5 separate regions of the Mus musculus genome follow, and regions 2, 3, 4 and 5 are each linked to region 1. Evidence: chromatin contacts called from public ChIA-PET, HiChIP or PLAC-seq and promoter capture Hi-C data. All regions are on one chromosome and are shown on one strand. The core of a region is the stretch at or near the end of the contact, and the rest is flanking DNA. Distances in the headings are between cores, read along the strand shown. Region 1 holds the start of Daglb (diacylglycerol lipase, beta). Region 2 holds the start of 2900089D17Rik (a long non-coding RNA gene). Region 3 holds the start of Bhlha15 (basic helix-loop-helix family, member a15). Region 4 holds the start of Lmtk2 (lemur tyrosine kinase 2). Region 5 holds the start of Ccz1 (CCZ1 vacuolar protein trafficking and biogenesis associated).

Region 1 (2,806 bases), core at 97-2,596:
TGGTCCAATTAAAGATTGACATTCCAAAGCCCTAAGAGGTGTCATCTGAGGTGGGGAGGATTTAACTCAAAGCCTAGCATACGTGAAGCCCGGGCTCAAGCACTAGAGGGGAAAAAATAAAGGTAAGATTGGTCTAGATAACTTTTCTGTCCCCGTACCACCCCTCCCCCCGCACCTCTTTTTTTTTTTTTTTTTTGAGGGAGGGTCTTGTGCAACTCCCCTATGACTCACTGTATATCCAAGGATGACTGTGAACCGCAGATGCTCTCCGCAGATGCTCTTACACCACCCCCTAGTCCTGGGATTTACAGGTGAGAGCCGCCACTATCAGTTCTGTGTGGTGCTGGGGATCCCGTGCACACAAGGGCCTCCTTCATGTTAGGTGAGTACTCTACCAAAAGGAACTGTTACACCTTCAGCCCCTAGATAACTTTTTCTGTCCAAACACCAGAGCTCCGTGTCAGGAGTTTCAGACTAAAAACGATCTGAGAAAAACCCGGCCTGTCTAGAAAGGGCTTTGCTGCTCCTATTCCTTTACCTCTTGAGAATGCTTTTTTTCTAAGAACGTTATTCCTCGTCGGCAGGCGTGCCAGGGGCTGACTTCACCCACCGGTGCCGTTTCCCACTGAGCCTAGCTGCATTTTGCAAAACCGGCCTATTATCCTGGTTTCTATGAATTGCTCCGAAATTGCTATTTCCCAGATTATTGTTTTGCATTGACAGGGACTTTGATACCCTCCCAGCAAGAAAAAGGACAGGTGTGATCCAAAGTTCCGGAGCCGCGGGCTTCAGGAAGGAGAGACCTGGGGGCTATGGTTTTTAGATGCTCACATTTCCCTCACGCTCTCGAGGCTAGGGCTCGGCGCTGCACCCTAGGGCTCGGCTCCTACCCTGCAGAGCTGAAGGTCCCGGACCCTGTCAAATACACAGAGCGACTGCCTCTATATCCTAGGTGCAGACAGATTGTGCTCCGGGGGCGCGGTTGCCCCTTAAGCACCAAGAAGGCACGACTTTTGTCGCCTTAACCAGCGCGCCTCCCACCCTCACGGCGGCCTCACTTACCACAGCACACGCAGGAACAGCTCAAAAGACCCGGGGAACACCAAGTCGTCGCTGGCTAGAGACCAGCGCCGGCCGAACAGCACCATCCCCGGCATGGCGCACCTCCCACCGCGCCGCCTAAGCCGCGCGCACCCTTCTGACTCCGCGCGTGTCTGGAGGGGGTCCCCAGCAGCGCCAAGGCGCAAGCCTACGTAAAGACCCGCGCATGCGCCTCCGGCCCGAGTCCGGAGCGCGCCCACAAGAGACGCGCACTTTGCTGTCTTTGCCTCCTTCCCAGGTCCCCTGACCCGGAAGTCAGCTGCTGGCTGTTAAGTGCCGGTCGGTGGCGTATGAAGTCCATTCCGGTGTGGTCATTTCTGTTTAATAGACTGAGGATTTAAAAAGATCTGGAGAGAATGCTCTCCCTAGAGAGCCGCGCCTATGAATAGTGAAGCTAGGACGTAGGTCTGGGTCTCTGAATCTTTCTAGCTTGGGATGACTTTACTGTACGCCTTTTAGCACCTCCATTCCTCTTCTCTCTCTCTCCACACACACCGTGCTTTATCCATCTTCATCCCTTCCCCTGCCTGGTCTCACTAATGCTAGTTCCCATTCTTCCCCACGGTCCCCCTGGTGACCGAGGAGAACCATCAGACCTGGTCTAAATTATGTCTAAGACTTGCAAGTCTGTGCTTCGGCGTAAAGTGCATGTTAATCCTTTCCAGAGACTTTTCTAGCGGAGTCTTACATCAAAAGCCTCTAATTAGTGTCTGTGTTCCCTCATCATCTACCTGCTGTACTCCCACACACATTTTAGCTCCCCAGATTTTTAGTGTCGGTGGTGTGCATGTGTGTGTGCGCGTGTTTTTGCATGTGTGGTGGGGCGCACGTATGTAGGTGCCTGTATACATGTGCTCATGCATGTGGGGGTCTGAGGATGTTATCAAGAACTGTACCCAGCTCTTCCACCTTGCTGAGGCAGGTTCTCTCAATCAAACACAAAGCTCGGTGAGCCGGCTGGTCCTGCGAGCCAGCTTGCTGCGGAGATCTTCTGATTTCCCCCGTACCAGGCTGTAATAACAGGTGTGCTACCACACCCATCCTGCACTTTCCTGAGTTTCTGGGAATCTGAACTTTAGTCCTCACACTAGTATAGCAAGTGCTTTAACTCCTGAGCCGTCTCCTTAGCCCTTTTCCTAACTCTGGTTTCTTTATGGTGCTTAATCACTCCCTGGCCCAAGTCTGCCTGCTGCCAGACAAGCTGATCAACAGAGATGGTGTCAGGCAAGGGGTTTAGTTTTAAGATCTGGACTTATAATTAGCTGAGAAGATGCGGGATTTGTGAAAATGTCCATCCTGAGGATGGGGATGTAACTAAGTTGGCAGAGTACTGTGCCTGGCATGCACAAAGCCTTGGTTTCCAATCCTAGCTACTGTGTAAACCAGAAGTGGTGGGACAGGTGTTGGGAGGTGGAGACAAAAGGGTTAGAAATTGAGGGTTGTTGAGATTTGGTGTTGTCATGCTAAATTCTACACCCACAGGTCTAGGTCTTCTACTTACAAATTTTTGTTGTGCAAACCTTGTTCCTTGATTTAAAACTACTGATTAAATAAAATTGGCTACAGTCAATTGCTGGAGGAATTAGAGGTAACCTAGGTTTGGAGTGACCTGGTTTTGGGGGAGGGAGGAAGAGGAAGAACAGGAAAGGGAGGGGGAAGTGAGGGGAAGAAGCTGCAAAGAGGAGAGAGGAGCCATGAGCACACA
Region 2 (2,806 bases), core at 135-2,634, 790 kb before region 1:
GACTATAGCAGCCATACTGCCCTGCTGTCCGTCCCCCCACACCCCAACCCCCAAGTTCAGGGGTCTGGTCCAAGAAGAGCCTCATGGGAACACTCCTGTCCACTGGGGGAGAGGAAAAAAAACAGAAACAAACCCAGCTGACTGTGGTAGGGCCAGGATCTGGTTGCTGGAACAAGCAGACATGAAATCCTAGTGAGCCCCCTGCACTGCTATGCCTCTCCCCACCTTCCTGCCTGCTTGCCACCTACCCCTATGAGACCTCTCCTTAAATCTGAGAGTTCAGCTAATATTTGTCCCATCCTCAGGGCTCTGAGAATTCCCATGCAGGGACTAGCCTCAAGGCCACACAGGAAGTCTCCCACCTCCATACAACTAACCCCCTTCTGTTCCCAGTGGCTCTCTCTCTGCACAGGAGACCCTATACTAATCCCCTTGGCTCAACAAGCTAGGACCACCTCCCAGTCTATGCTCCCTCTTTGGTGTGCCTCAAGCCCTCAGGTGGAAAGCTTGCAGAGAGAGAGGCGGCCAGCAAGACCAAGCTATCAGAGAGCCACCCCATCTACAGCTAGAGGAAGCAGCTGAGTCCCACTCCTCTCCCCTGCACCAGCTCCAAAAGCCAAGTCACTTGGGTCCCTGAAGGAGGACTCTAACTAACTGGCCTTCAGCCTTCTTCCCCCAAGCACATGATCAACCGAGGGTCCAGTGTCTTCCACCCTCAGTCATCTCTTGTGAGGCCACTCGCAAGTTTCCAAAATCATTAACTTCCTTATGGCTCCACTCTGCGCCTCTGACACACACTTTTGAAACGAAAGCTAAGTCCAAACAAGGGTTTCTTAATTCCATCTCAGAGACTTGGAACTTCCCCCTGCCAGACAAAGGCTGAAACCCTGCCCTGCACGAGCTGTACCTGGCCCATCCCCGGGTGAGTGGCCAAGTCCAACTTGGAAGCCGAATCCTCAAAGCCTGCCTAGAATGAGCCTGGCTGCATCTCTCACCTTCCATAAAGTCCCCACAAAGTTTCTGTCAGCTCCAGTTTGAGGGTAAAACAGCCACAACAACAAAACCACTCCAGCCCGGAACAAAGAAGCACGGGGTTTCCTCCTGGGCCAGCTAGTGGCCAGGAGTTGTTAAGCCCTGGTCGTCATTCTGCACCCTCACAGCCTTTGCTCTCTGCTGGCCACTTGGATCTCCTAAGTCCTTTGGCATACTGGCCTGCGGACTCAAGTCCCAATATCTCCTTAGTACTGGACACACTTGCGGAAACTGGAGGAAAAAAACCTAACAAAACAAACCCTGATTCGCTGCGGATCTCCAGTACTAGGGAGGAAAGACCATCAGTCTCCATTGTTAACATTCCTGCGTCCCACGCACTCCGGGTGCCATGCCTCCCAAATGCACTCAACTCCCCACAGAAAAGGGAACCCATCCTTCTGCCGCATAAAGTAAATTCAGAGCCAGGGGTGAGTGACCCCACCTTCTCCCACTGCAGTCCCTCCCCTGCGGGACTTCCCTCTGAGACAGGAGCCGGGCTGTGACCCCACCCCATCCCACCCCCGCTGGCCTTTTGCAAGATTCCGGCACGTGCGTTCTCCGCCGCCACCCCCCACCCCCAGGCTAGAGACTTACCTGCAGACCGGGCAGCCTCCGACCACGACGATGGAGTTGGCAGGATACCGGGTGACCGTTCGACTGTGGATGTTATAGACCCGGGGGTGGCTGGTGGGGATCCCTGTGGGAGCGGAGTGCTGATCAGCCCCGGGCGACTCGGCCCTCCTCCTCTCCTCCCTCCCTCCCCCTTAGCCCCCGTCCTCCCCGCCTCCAACGGGGCTGAGCGCGCCTGCGGGTGGGCTCTAGAAGCCAAGTGTGAACCCTCCGACACTAAGTTCACGGCCACCGGGGCAGGGCCTGGCCGGGCAGGGCGCTCCGGGTAGCAGCTGCCCCCCCGGCAGGCCCGCGCCGGGGACAGCGCGGTGCTTGGCCCGGAGGCCGTTCGGGGACCCCGAAGAGCTGCGGGCCCACCTGTGACGAGGTAGGGGTAGGGCGGCGGCGGGGGCGCGGTGGGGATGGCCCCGTAGCCGTGCGGGCCGCACGCGTAGTCGCCCTGGCCGGCCTCCAGGTTGTAGGCGGGCGGGCGCTCCTGCAACAGGGGCTTGTGGTCCATCGCGGCCCCCGGGGCCGCGCGCCCGCCAGCTCCGGCCCGGCTCGCTTCCTTCGGCCCGGCGGGGATGGCGGCGGTAGCGGCGACGGCGGTGTCCCGGGCAGCTCGGCCCAGTGAGGCGCGCGCCGGGCGGGGCGGGCGCGCCAAGGGTTCCCCGCCCTCCCGCCGGTCACAAGATCGGGGTCACGTGGGCGGGGCGGGGCGGGGCTGTGGGCGGGGTTTGGGCGAGGGCGTCTTAAAGACGCCTCAGCGGCTGCCGCTGGCGGGGTGTTGTCCTCGTTCAGTCCCGCCCCACAATGGATCTTGGACTTCCAGAGAAGTTCTGACTCCCGGCCACGGCCGGAGACCCAACAAGATCCTGGCCTCCTTTAGCTTTTGCTTTTTTTCTAAAAATAATAATAATAATGTTTGTTACAATTATTTGGGGGGAGGGTGTGTTTATATGAGTGGGCACGCATTTGGAAGCCAGAGAATAAATAACTTTCGAGAGTGGGTTCCTGCTTTCCACCATATGGGTCCTGAGATAGATTGGTTGACAGATTCTGCAGCAGGCGCCTCCACCGTTTTTCTGTGTTTGTTTGTTTGTTTTGGACCTAGGCTCATGTAGCCCAAGCTGGCCTGGAACTCTTAACCCTCTCACCTTTACCT
Region 3 (2,806 bases), core at 113-2,612, 730 kb before region 1:
GCTGTGGATCTGTGTAGAGTAGCGTTGCAGGTGGCCTTGGGGCTGGTCCTCAGTGACACCAAGCATGGCCCCAGCTACCTGCTGCTGCTGCTGCTGTTGCTGCTGCTGGTGATGGTAGTGCTGGTATAATTTAGGGCCTGGCGCAGGACCTGGTGCCTCCAGCCCCGGGAGGCGGCTGCTGGACATAGTAAGTATGGTGGCGGTCAGCGACTTGATATAGTTCTTGGCCAGCGTGAGGGTCTCGATCTTGGAGAGCTTCTTGTCAGCCCGCACGTGCGGGATGACCTCGCGCAGTGCCTGGAAGGCATTGTTGAGTTTATGCATCCGCTGCCTCTCTCGCTCATTGCTCTCCAGCCGCCTCTGAACACTGTTCTCCCTGCGGCCACCAGACCCCTGTCGCCGGCGGCTGACCTCTCCCCGACCTCCGCTTGCACGCGCTGTCCTGCTCCGGAGACCCTTTGTCAGCTCTGACCCCCCTGAGCCTGACTGGGGTCTGTCAGGTGTCTGCTCTCCTGGGGTGGCTTCTGTGTCCTGCATGGGTGTTCGGCGCCGAGGGGGCCGGTTTTTGGTCTTCATAGCTCCAGGCTGGTTTTCCCAGGAGGTGGTGGCTGGGTGAGGCCCTTCCAACTGAAATTCAGAACACAGCCCCTCTGCAGTCATTCAGTGTGGCCAGTGGACACGCGGCATGGCTGTCTCATTGCTTCCTTAGCCAGTGCAGCTGACCACTGGTGCTTAGTGGACACCTAGGCGCTTCCCGTCCACACTGAACCCTGAGTTGACTCACCTGTGCTCCCAAAGCCCTGGCTGAGTTCACACTGACCCACTTTTCTCTAACCTACCATCCCTTCTTCCCTCCCCACTTATCTGGGAACCCATTTTGGGTCCCCTGCTCCTCCTGAGCCTCCGTACTTGACAATTTGCTTAAACCACCCAGGAACAGGTCCCAACCCTGGCTTATGGGTCCCCCCCGCCCCCCGACACTGTCATTTGTCCCAGACAGGCAGCACCCTTTAAACATCACGTTTACAGCTGGACATGACACAGGTCCAGACATGATCAGAACCAGAACCTCAGTGAGTGCACGCAGGACAGCTCACAGGTCAGACTGATAGTTGCCAAGGCCCTGCAGCAGCCCCCAGTTCTACCACGTGGACAGCACCAGCCAGTCTGAGTGGAAGCCACCATCCCATCTGTCTGTCTGTTTTCCCCTACAGCTGCCAGGCGTCTGATCAAGCTTCTGGGGTTCCCTCCCAGCAGTCCTATATAGTTTCCCCAACCCCTTGGTTTACCTGGGGATTCGAGGCCGTACGCGCAGAGGCTGCCCACGGGGGACAAGGACACGTAGCTTTAGCCACCACGGGCGGGGCTGCGGGAAGCATGTAAATGAGTTCGCTGGGAGGGGCCAGGGCGGCACCTGCGGCCACGCCCCTCGCTCTGAGGACCCGTGCGGACCCGCCTTCCCTTCCCTCCCTCCAGTTCTGAGAGCAGGCGACCTCTCTGGGGACTTGCCAGGGCGGGGAGGGGGGGGGGGGGACCCGGATCGCATCTGGCCAGGACACCTGGCCTTGGGGTTAAGAGTCAGAACAGAGTCTAGGATAAGCCACCCTGCATAGTCTTGCAGGAACCACATCCACCTCCCTGAGCGAAGCTGGCAAGCTCTCTCCTTCCCTGCCCTGGAGCACCCTGGTTTCTCCAGCGGACTCTGCTAGTCCTAAGGGCTCAAGGACAGGGCTGTTCCTCTTTTTGTCTCCCCTTACTGAAATGGGGTGCAAGGGGGTGCCACCCATGTCTACCTATCTGTTGCTAGCTCCTGCCTTGGTTTCCCGAGGTTACAAGGGAATTACAATATAAAAGGTTATGGGGCAGTAAGATGCCTATGGGTAGAGGGGAAGATGCCAAGACTGAGGAGCCTGGGACCCACAAAGTGGGAGGAGAGAACCAATTCCCCCAAGTTGTTCTCTGACCTCTATGTGAGTGTCATGTTGCTCACAGAAAACAGGTTTTCTTGCTAGCCTTTATCTGTGTGTCTATTTTTGGTGTATGTGCATGCTCCTAGGTCAGAGGGACAGCTTGCAGGAGTCTGTTCTCTACTTCCACCACGTTGTGCCGGGGTCGAACTCAAGTCCTTCGGTTTGGCTGCACGTGACGTTACCAGCTGTGCCATTTTGCTAGCTGTAGCACACTGGCTGCCCTTGCGCACCTGACCCTCCAGTGTCTCCTCTGCCTCCCAAGTGCTAGAACTGCAATTGGGTCATGGCACACTCAACTAAAATGTGCTGAAAATATATATTCTTTGATCCAGTGACTGTTGTAGTTACAGATGTGTGTTGGGGCAGTGTGGTGCTAGGGACCAAACCAGTGTTTCTTCACATGTGCTCAGCTCAGCTACATCCCTGGCTCTTTTTTTTCCTTTTAGAGACAGACTCCAAAGCCAAGGCTGTCCTCAGACTCATGGCTACCCTTCTGCCTCAGCCTCTTGCTGCAGGAATCATAAGGGTAACTGGTCACTAGGCTCAACTAATAGTAGTGTGTCTCCCCCCCACCCCCCCATTAATAGGACAGGTCTAAACAACTCAGCCAGGACTCTGCATAGCTCTGGCTAAGTTCAGCAGGCTTGGGTCTCAGTACTTGTGACACAGTCATGTGGGCCATGGTTCTGGTAGAAAGCTGTCACCTCCCTCATGTCATTTGGACTTCAATGAAAGGACTGGGGGCGGGGGGAACTGAGACACCCCCATACTGCATACAACTGCTACTGCTTTTTGAGACAGGACCTCATCCTTACCAGAGCCTGGGCTGTTATGGA
Region 4 (2,806 bases), core at 154-2,653, 640 kb before region 1:
TTTTGATCACCAGGGTTCCAGGATCCTCAAAGCAAAAGATGAAGAAATTGGACTAAATTATCTTTAAGCTTTCTTCCAACCTCTAAAGTTCTTTGAAATGTCAATACCTCCCCCTTCGTTGAAAAAAAAAAAGAAAGAAAGAAAGAAAGCCGTAATGATGGAAAGTTAGCCTAGATTTGTTTTTTTTTCTTAAAATTTCTGAGATGGTTTCTTTGGCTGAAGTTTTATTTATAAACTCCAAATCAAAACTATATGCAGAAAATACAGAAGGGCTGAGAGCTTGAAAAGAGAATCACTCGCTGAAATAGTTCAATTACCCTCAGGCCAATTTGTCAGTGGATACGCAAAAGCTGCTATGCTACTCCAGTCACTAGCTTCCTAAAACAAAATTATGTATCGTTTGTTCCTTTCTCATCCCCAGCGACTCATTCCGAAAAAATAAATAAATAAACAGATAAATAAACCAATAGCCCAACAACCACAGCATCTAAAATCAATTTACAACTTTAGAACAAGTTTCGGTGAGCCAAGGAAACTGCACAGCTTCCGCGAGTCATTGGTTTCATTTAAGGAATGACGAGAAATAAGAAACGGTTCTTATAATAAGACGGGAGAAAAGCCACCAGAGGCAGGTGACATCTGGAAGAAGAAAAAAAAAAAAAAGGAAGTGTCGAGGACAGAAGCTGGAGGTACCTTTAGGGCAACAAGTTTAAGAGTCCGGGAAAAAGAGTCCCCCGGGAGGTAGGGGAACCCATCGCTGCCACCTCGCCCCGCCGTCTTCCCCAACCCCCACCGTGTCGCCGCGCCCCCGCCCCCCATCCCACGCCCCTGCGGCAAGAAATCTCCCTGAGATCGCGGGCATCCCGCGGCCTCCTGCCCTCGGCAGGCCTCCGATCCGCCGCAGAGGTGGCCCAACCCCGCAAGCCCGCCGCCCTCGCCGCCGCCCCGCAAGACGCAGCGGCCCCGCAGCCCCCGGGCTCCGCTCACCTGCACCTGTTTGCGGAAGTGGCGCGGCCCGGGCACAGCCGACCGTCAGGAGCAGGAGCAGCAGGAGCATCGGCGGCGGCGGCGACGCCGGCGGCCCCGGCATCTCGTCCACCGCGCGGTCCCCCACGGGGCCGGCTCTCGGGTCGCCGCCTTCAGTCAGTCGGTCAGCCCTCCGCGCCGCCTCAGCGACACCGGCGCCGGCTGCTTCGGGACACACGTCTCTTTAGCCAAACGTCAACCTTGTTCCTGGTCTGCATCCGCCGCTCTGGCCTCGGAGCCAGCATCATCCTTCCCGCCCGTCAGCGCCGCCACCGCCGCCGCCGCCGCCCCTCAACAGCAGCAACGGCGCCCAGCCTGCGGAGCCGCGGGCCCAGGCAGCCGCGCTCCCGCCGCCATGATGGGCTGCGTCATGTGACGTAGAGCTGAGGCGGGATGCCGGGACCGACACCTGGACCAGCCAATCGTCAATCCATACTGACTCCGGGAGCCCCACCCTCTCAGCCATAGGCGGCAAGGTGGCGATCGGTGCGCCCCCTGCAGACAGAGGAATGAGGCGTGGGCAGCAGGTAACATCGACAATTATTTTAGGAAGATATAAAGAAGTCCATAATAACCCACATAATTTAATCTGGGACTTTTGTCTCTCTTTCTCCTACTTTTTATTTTTCTTTTCTAATTTTTACCAACATGGTTCTCGGTATTTTATCCCCGGTTTTACTTTCTTCATTTTCACTTATCAGAACTTTCTTAGCCTCTTCTTCTTAGGCTGACCCTCATATCAGATAAGCTCTTGAGGAAACGTTGAAATTTTTAAAAATTTTAATTGATCAAGCACAGAATGTTTCTGACTTCACTTACTGACGTAGCAGTGAGCTCAAGCCAGCTCCTCTGCCAAGACAGCCAGCCCTTCCTGCCCCCTCTTGTTCACCTGGCAGATGCGCATCCTTTCATTCGTCAAGACACACCTGGAATATGTATGACTTCATCGATGGCTTCACCCCAATCCCACAAATAACTGAGCATCCACAGCCCCGACCTAGCCCAGCCCTGGGCCGACTGTCATGTTTTATTGTTCCTGTGACTGTAAACCCCTTGAGGACAGCAGCCCTGTCTTGAGTCACCTTGGAGCTCCTCCTGGGTGTTCTCTACTGGAACTGTGCTAGGTGTTGGTGATGGGTGTGAGGAGGGAGCAACTTCCAGGTGAGGTAGAAGATGTCTCAAATGCAATGAAGAGATTGCTTGCCTTGCAAGCTTGAGGGCCTGAATTTGATCCCCAAGAAATCCACATAAAGAAAATCTAACCTTAGTGGACAATGCTTGCTGAAGAGGCAGAAAAAAAGATGGCTCGTAGGACTCGCTGACAAGCCAGACAAACTTGCTAGGTAAGTTTCGGGCCAATAAGAGACCCTGCCTCAAAAACAAAAAGTGGACCCTGACCCCGAGGAAAGACACTCTTCTGGCCTTCACACACACACACACACACACACACACACACACATACATACACAGGGACAGGTGGAGAAAATGCACACACATAAACAAATCACATGCAAACACAAGCAACACATACATCCATGCACACAACACATACATCCATGCACACAACACATACATCCATGCACACATAATAGAAAGGGAGAAAGTGTTTGACTGTAACACAGCTCTGAGCCCCTTCCTTGGGGTTGGGGAGACCACCTTTGCTGACTCTGGGAGTCCAATTTGTGAATAAAAACACCTGAAGAGCTGCCTTGCATCTTATCAGGTGGAACTTTAGCAACTTGCAAGCCCAGAGCTTCACCTGGTTTCCAAACTCCCTCCA
Region 5 (2,806 bases), core at 147-2,646, 550 kb before region 1:
AGCTCAGACTATCTTATAGCTGGTAATGCACCTGTTTCAACACCCTGAGCGCCTGTGCCCCCATGCCTAGAGAACCTATAGATTTTCAAAATAGTTCTTTCTGTATCAAAATGAAAATGAAGCACGTATGGGAAACACTTGTCGATTTGCATGCTTACATAGTTCTGTGTAGCAACTACAGTTTAGTGTTGCGTAAACGACTGCTCACGAATCCAATTTCAAGCAAAAACCTACCCCGTATCTCTTCTGTAACGGCTAGGGTATAGGATTACCTCACAAACACTTTAGAAGACAGATGAAATCTGAATCGACAGGATATTTTCCACTAGGCCTGTTGATTTATTCACTGAGAAGACTATAGATTTACAGGTTTTCACTTGTTCCAAGAAAATCAGCTTTGTTGGTGATAGGGTAGATTAAAAAAAAAAGGATTGATTTATTTTATACGTATATGTGTGCTTGCATGAATTTATGTGTGCCACATTTGAGCAAGTGCCCACAGAGGCCAAAAGAGGCATCAGATGCCCTGCAGCTGGAGTTATTGGCCATTATGAGCTGGAACTAAATCCAGGTCCTTAGTGAAAGCAGCCAGTGCTCTTAATTGTAGAACCATCTCTCCAGTTCTGTGGCAAGGTAAATTTGGACATTTTTGCTTTTGCTTATAGTCCATTGCTTATAATTGATGTAAGTAAAAGTGCTATATATTCGAGGTTGACCTTGACTTATGATCCTCCTGCCTCCACCACACCAGGGCGTGCCAGCCACACCCAGTTTATGTGGTGCTGAAGGGGAGAAGCAATTTCAACAAGTTGTCCTCTGACCTTCATACACGTGCCAGGACATCCCCCTCCCTGGAGGACAAATAAATAAATGTAAAACAACAACAACAACAACAACAACAACAACAACAACAAAACCAAAAACCAACCAACAACAGATGTAAACTGGCTACCTTCAAGAAAAATGTGTTCCCCTAAACGTTTTTTCACACTTAAAAAATACCGTATCCATGACGCCTTTAATGCCAGCACCCAGGAGGCTGAGGCATGAGGATCTCTGTGAGTTAGAGGCCAACCTGGTGTACATAGTGAACCCCTATCCAAACAAACAAACAAACAAACAAACAAAAGAAAAGAAACAACACCCCCCCCACCCCAATCCATTGTTACATTTCTCTTGAAATTCGTGGTCTTCGCCTTTAGCCATGACAGCCAGCTGAGAGCTGATATAATTGAAAACACTCCAGCCCAATAAACACGAGGGAACTGGTTCCACACGGACCTATCAGAGAGGGACTGGGCACTGCAGGTTTTTCTTCTGGGTCAGTTTCGAGCTCTTCCGGGCCGCCGGCTAGCGAGGCGGAAGTGCGGTGTTCCCTAAGGCTGCTGCCTCGGAGCGGGCGGAGGGGAGCCTCCCGAAACGGGGGCCGGGCCGGGATGGCGGCAGCCGCGGCCGGGCCGGGTGCTTGGGCGGCCCAGGAGAAGCAGTTCCCGCCAGCGCTGCTGAGCTTCTTCATCTACAACCCCCGTTTCGGGCCGCGCGAGGGAGAGGTAAGCCGAAGGGGCCGCGAGCCTGCTCCGTGCCCGGCCCCTGATGCCGCAGCCCGTCCTGGCAACGGAGGTCCCAGGTTAATCCCTCCGCCCGGCTTGAAAGTCTTTCCCATCGCGTCAGGTCTGGGCAATTAAGATCGAACTTGACTCCTCTCTTGGAATCTTCGATTGCAAAGGTGGAGCCAGATTGGTAGGACAGAGCTCCCAAAAGAGGGAAAATGAAACAAAACTAAAAACTTGGAGGCGCTTCACAAAGTTAATTTTTTCTTTTTTCTTGTTTTCCCCAAAATTGATGTTTTGTTTTCTGGAAATGTTACTGTTACTTTATTTTTCCTTCCGGCTAACTAAAATCTCATTGTGTTTTAACACATTTCTATCCACTAAACTGTTTGGTTGATATCTATGCTGGTTCCAGCTTGTGGCTAATGTCATTAATGTAGCAATAAAGATTTATGTGCAAGCATTTCTGTGATGGTAGGAGTTAAGAGTGCTTTAGGTGTATATTCAGGTATCATAGTCGAACTCTAGTAGAATCATTCTATCTAGGGTAAACATTAGAATGAAATAGTTTTTCACTGTGTCTAGGATAAACGTTGGAAAAAAATGGAACGCTTCACGAATTTGAGTGTCATCCTTGCACAGGGGCCATGCTAATCTCTGTATCATTCCAATTTTAGTATATGTGCTGCCGAAGGGAGCACCCAAAATCGAAGTTATAAGCGTTTTTTTTTACTCCGAGTTGACAGTGGCAACTTCCTCAAAACATGCCTAGAACTGTGTTTTGTTGCAAGCAGATCAAAGCCCTATTTAGGGGCTGGTGAGATGGCTCAGTGGGTAAGAGCACCCGACTGCTCTTCTGAAGGTCCGAAGTTCAAATCCCAGCAACCACATGGTGGCTCACAACCACCCGTAATGAGATCTGATGCCCTCTTCTGGTGTGTCTGAAGACAGCTACAGTGTACTTACATATAATAAATAAATAAATAAATAAATAAATAAATAAGTACTTACATATAATAAATAAATAAATAAATAAATAAATAAATCTTAAAAAAAAAAAGCCCTATTTAGAGGCTGTCAGCCCAAGTGCTCCCGAACCAACTTGGTGCAATTGTGGATCCTGTATTCTTGTACACGCGCACACCTGCATCTTCCTTGTGAGGGTTTCTGACACATGGGAAGAAATCTGAGACTTTCATCTTGTCCTACTGATGAGATGTGATTTGGTGAATATCACAATTACCTCTTACACTGAT

Evidence for each region. Promoter capture Hi-C pulls out the DNA fragments that hold promoters and counts their contacts. ChIA-PET counts read pairs in DNA pulled down with a chosen protein or histone mark. HiChIP or PLAC-seq counts read pairs in DNA pulled down with a chosen protein or histone mark.
Region 2: a promoter capture Hi-C map of stem cell-derived epiblast-like cells shows a contact between it and region 1, with 4 times the contacts expected there. The contact joins the promoter of 2900089D17Rik here to the promoter of Daglb in region 1.
Region 3: a contact with region 1 is called in an H3K4me3 HiChIP or PLAC-seq map of embryonic stem cells, with 3 times the contacts expected there. The contact joins the promoter of Bhlha15 here to the promoter of Daglb in region 1. A contact is called at or near these places in 2 of 115 datasets of contacts at active chromatin or transcription factors (embryonic stem cells and pancreatic cancer cells).
Region 4: a contact with region 1 is called in a promoter capture Hi-C map of liver, with 2.9 times the contacts expected there. The contact joins the promoter of Lmtk2 here to the promoter of Daglb in region 1. A contact is called at or near these places in 2 of 39 promoter capture datasets (erythroid cells and liver).
Region 5: an RNA polymerase II ChIA-PET map of memory CD8 T cells shows a contact between it and region 1, with 7 read pairs. The contact joins the promoter of Ccz1 here to the promoter of Daglb in region 1. A contact is called at or near these places in 2 of 39 promoter capture datasets (liver and stem cell-derived epiblast-like cells), 2 of 115 datasets of contacts at active chromatin or transcription factors (large pre-B cells and memory CD8 T cells) and 1 of 9 other capture datasets (pancreatic islet).

The regions. Positions count from the first base shown.
Region 1 is chr5:143,463,033-143,465,838 of GRCm38.p6, reverse strand. It overlaps Daglb (diacylglycerol lipase, beta), which reads right to left and starts at 1,346. Exons shown (of 15, transcript NM_144915.3): 1 at 1,063-1,346. The coding sequence starts at 1,157.
Region 2 is chr5:144,254,733-144,257,538 of GRCm38.p6, reverse strand. 2900089D17Rik (a long non-coding RNA gene) reads left to right here and starts at 1,384. Exons shown (of 3, transcript XR_868683.3): 1 at 1,384-1,460. Bri3 (brain protein I3) reads right to left here and starts at 2,314. Exons shown (of 3, transcript NM_018772.4): 1 at 2,020-2,314; 2 at 1,627-1,729. The coding sequence starts at 2,161.
Region 3 is chr5:144,188,842-144,191,647 of GRCm38.p6, reverse strand. It overlaps Bhlha15 (basic helix-loop-helix family, member a15), which reads right to left and starts at 1,362. Exons shown (of 2, transcript NM_010800.4): 1 at 1,290-1,362; 2 at 1-627. The coding sequence starts at 576.
Region 4 is chr5:144,098,958-144,101,763 of GRCm38.p6, reverse strand. Lmtk2 (lemur tyrosine kinase 2) reads right to left here and starts at 1,403. Exons shown (of 14, transcript NM_001081109.2): 1 at 988-1,403. The coding sequence starts at 1,090.
Region 5 is chr5:144,013,443-144,016,248 of GRCm38.p6, reverse strand. Ccz1 (CCZ1 vacuolar protein trafficking and biogenesis associated) reads left to right here and starts at 1,396. Exons shown (of 15, transcript NM_177682.3): 1 at 1,396-1,550. The coding sequence starts at 1,437. It overlaps Gm24311 (a small nuclear RNA gene), which reads right to left and starts at 2,251; the gene lies at 2,148-2,251. It overlaps Gm33427 (a long non-coding RNA gene), which reads right to left and starts at 1,090. Exons shown (of 2, transcript XR_377194.2): 1 at 273-1,090.